Regions from separate parts of the Sus scrofa genome. Here region 1 is linked to region 2. Evidence: chromatin contacts called from public targeted proximity ligation data. All regions are on one chromosome and are shown on one strand. The core of a region is the stretch at or near the end of the contact, and the rest is flanking DNA. Distances in the headings are between cores, read along the strand shown. Region 1 has its middle 96 kb from the start of SSPN. Region 2 overlaps ITPR2 (inositol 1,4,5-trisphosphate receptor type 2).

The links.
Region 1: a targeted proximity ligation map of skeletal muscle shows a contact between it and region 2, with 2.5 times the contacts expected there. A contact is called at or near these places in 2 of 2 datasets of targeted methods (alveolar macrophages and skeletal muscle).

Annotation. Positions count from the first base shown.
Region 1 is chr5:47,512,293-47,514,992 of Sscrofa11.1, reverse strand. No RefSeq gene overlaps it. Among named protein-coding and RNA genes, the nearest start is that of SSPN, 96 kb to the left of the region's middle.
Region 2 is chr5:47,058,224-47,060,923 of Sscrofa11.1, reverse strand. The region is part of intron 10 of ITPR2 (inositol 1,4,5-trisphosphate receptor type 2); the gene reads right to left. Among named protein-coding and RNA genes, the nearest start is that of ITPR2, 120 kb to the right of the region's middle.

The DNA of each region.
Region 1 (2,700 bases), core at 18-2,517, 450 kb before region 2:
TGGTGCTAAACTAACCCCATCTTGTTGCTTTTCTTACCCTCAGAGGCCTTGGTCCCTTTCTGCATAAGCCTGCTTAGGGCAGATGCTTTTAAAGTCATATTTGTCTCCAACCTGCTCCTGCTGCATTCTCTGCATTCTCTGCACCGTCTCTAGCACTTTCGGGGTGAGTTCTATACCTTCTCCACTGACTTCCTCACCAAAGGAATCCACACCTTCTAGTAGGAGGTAGCCACTTCCTGCCCCTTAGAAAAAAAAGACTCTGGCCAAGTCCCCTGGCCTCTTACTGCTTGTGAAGTTGTGGGAAGGCTTGGGCTCTGACTACAGGGAAATAGAGTAACTCAGCTATTTGGCTTTTTCCCATGAGACAGTCTCCAGTGGGGTTTGATCTGTTTCCTCCTCTCCTTTCTCTTTGCCACAGAATGGCTTGGTCAGGATGTTGGCCCTGGAAATTTATCACGTGCCAAGCCAAGAATGGAAGTGCCCCCTTTCCTGGGGGATTCTGATGCTTCCAGCATCACCTGAAGCAGACAGTGGCTTCTGTCTCCTCACTGTCTGAGGGGTTTTCTCCCTTCTCAACACCTTGAAAACCTTATAATCACTCTGCCCTTCCCTCTTTCACTCCAGCCTTCTCCCAGGGAAGGAAATGGAGCATTCTCTCATGTGATTGCTAGTCATGGATGTAACCCTGCAGTCAACGCTGGCCGACCAAAGCCTGCGTCTGCGCTGCCTGGTATCCTCCTCTCTCCGCCTGGTTGGGCATCACCACAGCAGGAGTCTGGAGCTGCTTCCCAGCTCCCAGCATGTGACCCACACGTGCCCAGAAGCATGAGACGCAACATTAACCTTTTAGGGGATTTTCCGGAGCAAAGGAGACAGTCCATGGAGTGTTATTTATGTCTCCTCATTCCTTCCTTTTTGGAAGTAGCTCTTTTGGAATGGACAGAATAAAACAGAAGTCAAAGAACCGTCTAGGCATCCTCTCCCAAGCTGTAATTAAGATGGAACCTCATTTGTCATCCTGAGCATCAGTGTAATCAAGCATATGACAGAGCAGGATTTTGGAACATTTTTATCAGTGTTGGAACCACAGCTCTTCCGTGGCCACATTTCCCTTCGTGTCTCAGATTTCAGAGCACATACTCACATTTCCCGCACAGACAGGCCATGCCTCTGCTCTTCTGCTTCGGCTGACCACTCTTCTCTGTAGCTGCATGCAAGGGGTAGGGGTGGACACATTCCAGCTCGCTGGGGTTTGGAACGGCACCTCTCATCCCCAGAGAAGGGATTCTCTGTGGGGGCTGAGCTGGCAGTGCTCAGGCTTGCCTTGCGGTCGGCACGTAGGCCATCAGAAATCATCCGGGTGTCAACCTGCCAAGTCGAGGCCGTCCTGGGGCCCAGGGATTTATTGCTCACAGAAGAAAGAAAAGAAGCCATTTCCCTAACACTGCTTTGCAGGCCACTGTCATGGAAAGGGACTCCTGATCAGTTCAGTATCTAATTTATCATGCCTGCCTCCCTCGCCAGCAGTTCAGGCCTGTCTGCTCCCAGGAACAGGTGCCAAATCGGAGTGTGGAATTTTCCCAGCAGGCCCCAGGGTGTGTTGCTGCCAAGGCAACTGTGGTAGGCTTGAGGAATAACGAGTGAACCACAAATCCAGAAAAGGAAGAGGAGACTGCCTTTTTGGCGTGGGCTGACTCAGGTACAGGCTGTCCCTTGAGGAAAGCTGTGGGTTTCGAAGACCTCCTCTCCCCCCAGTGCCAAGGCCGGACAAGGCCAGGGCAGGCCAGGCTGGGCCCCACAGAGCAGCTTCCCAGAACTGGGTTAATCAGACCAGGTGAGGACAGCGGAGAGTGGCTGCCTGCTAAGGCCACAGCAGGCTCTGCCCAGGAGGAGTAGCAGAAAGCAGTGGGTTGTCGGGGAAGGCCTGAGACCTATGTTCAGGGGAGAAAAGCAGCACTGCGTGAGCATCTGGAGGGAGGTCTGGAGTTAAATGGATGCCAGGGGAGAAGCAGAGCTGTGCACCACAGAGGGACAGACCTGGCCTTCAGGAGAGCAGGAACAAAGTCAGTGATATCCAGGGAGGTGAGGGAAGAAGTCCAAGCTGTATGAGCATAAACAGAGAAGCAAGTTCTTAGGGGCCAATCAGGAGCAAATGTGGATTGGCATCCTCTGATCGAGCATGCTTCTGCTCATCCCCGTGAGAACCATCTCTACCCCTGACCAACACGGCGTGTAGCACACCTAGATAGACAGGAGACTTGTGACCAGAGATGCTCACCTGCTTTCCCTTGTTCTGGGCCAGACTCCACAACCTTGGCTGCAATTCTGAGACCACATCCGAGGTCAGCGGGCATGAGTAACATGGCGTGATGGCTGCTGTGGGACCAGGAGGGGAGACTGAAGGCACACTGGCCAGGGCCATGGTTTTTGTTCTTCCTGAGGTTTTGCTTCATTAACTTTATGGAGACAACCAAATGTTTTGGGGCAGATGACTGAGCCCCTCATTTGAAATGAGAACCATAGCTTTACGTTTTACTTCACATGAATTTAAAACAAAATTTGTTTACAGCAAATTAAGGATATGGGGTGAGATTTGACATGAAAATCCAGGCCTTCATCACTACACAAATAAACAGAATCAGGGAGTTCCTGTCATGGCTCAGTGGCTAATGAACCCGACTAGCATCCATGAGGACGTGG
Region 2 (2,700 bases), core at 149-2,648:
AGTTTTAAAATAATAATTGATAATAATAATAATAATAAACACTACTTCACATTTTCTGTCCCCTTCCTCCCATTGAAAGTGAAGGGACTTAACCCTTCCCAAATACCTTCTATGTACAAGGCGCTGAAAACTCACATATTCTTTAATTGCTACCAATCCCATAGAACAGATATTGTCACCTTTTTTACACACAAGGGAACTGGGCTTCAGAAAGCTTAAAAATCTGCTTAAAGGCAGAGAGATTGTGAGTGTATGTATACTTGGGGCTTTTCTTCCCATTGCACTAAACTCTCTTTGCCACTCTGGCCAATATAAACACCACAAATGCAAAGGCAATTCAAGAATTACATCATCCAATTTCCCAAGAATGCCTCAAGCATATTAAATTAATATTCCAAATTACAAATAGGTGTGTTGAGAGTGGAAAAGCTGGGGGCAGGGGGGAGAGTAATATGCTACCAAATCCTGCCCTCTGATAGGGTCCTCCCTTTCACACCCAAACAGCTCAGCCATCTTACATTTTAAAAAAACTTTATAAAAATCATAATCACTTCGGATGGATCTATACATGTATGTGTAACTGGGTCTACATGCTGTACAGTAGAAAATTGACAGAACACTGTAAACTAGCTATAGCGAAAAAATAAATATAAATTTTTTTTAAATTGCTGAAAAGGTGAGGCTTATGTCATGCATATTTTAGCATAATAAAAACATCTACAGTAAAAAATAAAATAAAAAATACTTTATAAAAATCTAATAGGACTCTTCCACTCCTTTTATTACTGTTTCTCCCCTTTTGCAGCCATTATTATACTAAAACTCTGTCCACACTTCCTTCCACTTCCTGATCCTTCCTCCACCCCACTGCGTTCTAGTTTCCACTAAAAAACGCTCTCAGCGAAGTCACAGATAATCATGTTCTTGCCAAATGCTGTAAAGACATTTTGTTCTTGACCTTTTCGGGCACACTCCCTTCGTACTGAAACTCTATCTTCCCTTGCTTGGCATCTGTGACTCAGCCCATTTGACCTTCCAGCTGCTTCTCTCACTTCTCAGGCTGCCGGTCTTTCTAATTTTACTTAATTTTAAGAACATTAATTTCCAGTAGTCAACATGTCACTGGTGGTGACACTCCAGTGCCACTCTGGAGTGGTCCTCTTTGAACAGAAATTCCTTAGTACCCTGCTCTTTCTGTTAAAGATAAAACCCATTCTCCTTGGCTTAATATTTATGGTCTGAAAAAACCAGCAGCCCGACCTTTCTAGCTCCACTACTCCCCTCTCACCTTCAAGCATCACTTCCAAACTCACACACATCTTATGTGTGATAACACATGAATTAGCCACATGACACTAGTTTGTATGAGGCCACACAGCTCCTTGTCCTCATTGCCTGAACATACTTCACTTCTTCCCAATCTGCCTTACTCATCCATCAAGGAGATACCCTTCCCTATACCTTCATTGCATCCTCTTCCAAAGGTAGAATTTTCTACCATTCCCAAGAGAATTTTAATTCTAATTTCTAGTCTTTTATAGAATATCCAGTAGACTTCTAAGTCTTAATTCAGACAAGATTCTCTACCTTACTGCTTAATTTTTCAAAGAGCTACTTCTTCAAAGACGTCCCTTCAGAACATTCATGGTATAAACAGCCCATAAATTGCAAAGCTCTATTTCATTTCATTGAGTGGATTCACTAAAAATGAGTCAGATATTTTTAAAAGTAAGGACCATCTCTATTTATCATCTAATAAAATTAGTCATGCTGGCATCCCTTACCAGATGTTTACAATGATTACACATCATGCCAAGCACTTGACCTCATTTCATTCTCTTAATAGTCTTATTACACAAGCATTGTGATTATCTTCATTTTCCAGGGGGAGGAAATGGGAACTTAGTGAGATTAATTTGCCCAAGTATATAAATTTCAAATTTTTCTTCTTCCCATCCTCTAAGTTTATAGAAGACTGAATAGTTTCTTCGTATTCAATTTGTTCATTCAAAAATAGTCACCAAATGCTTTTTAAGTATTAGGCACTGTCCGAGGTGCTGGGGACACAGTGGTAATGTTACAAAAAACAAATAAAAAATAAAAAACCTGCCTTTGTGGAGTGTTCATTCTGACAGAGAACGTCAATAAAATAAAACACACAATAAGTGAGACAGTGGGAAGTACTATAAAGAAAATTATCACAGATTAACATAATGGAGAGGGTCATGGGGTTGAGTTCTATTTTAGGGTTAGCATGTTTATAGAAACTTTGTGTTTCCACAACCTTTTTCTCATCACTTCCCCACCCCCACTCCCTTACCCTCCCTCACATCCAAAACCAAAGGTAGATAAGTAATACCAAAAACTCTGAGACCAAAAATTCTGTTTTTTTCTGGGCACATATCTGGACAAAACTTTCATCGAAAAAAGATACATGCACCCCTATGTTCATTGCAGCACTATTCACAATAGCCAAGACATGGAAACAACCTAAATGTCCATTGACAGATGAACGAAGATGTGGTATATATACACAATGGAATACTACTCGGCGATGAAAAAGAATAAAATGCCACTTGCAGCAACATGGATGGAACTGAAGACTTTCACACTAGGTGAAATAAGTCAGAAAGAGAAAGACAAATACCATATGATATTTTCTTTCTCTAATCTAATATGTGACATAAATGAACCTCTCTA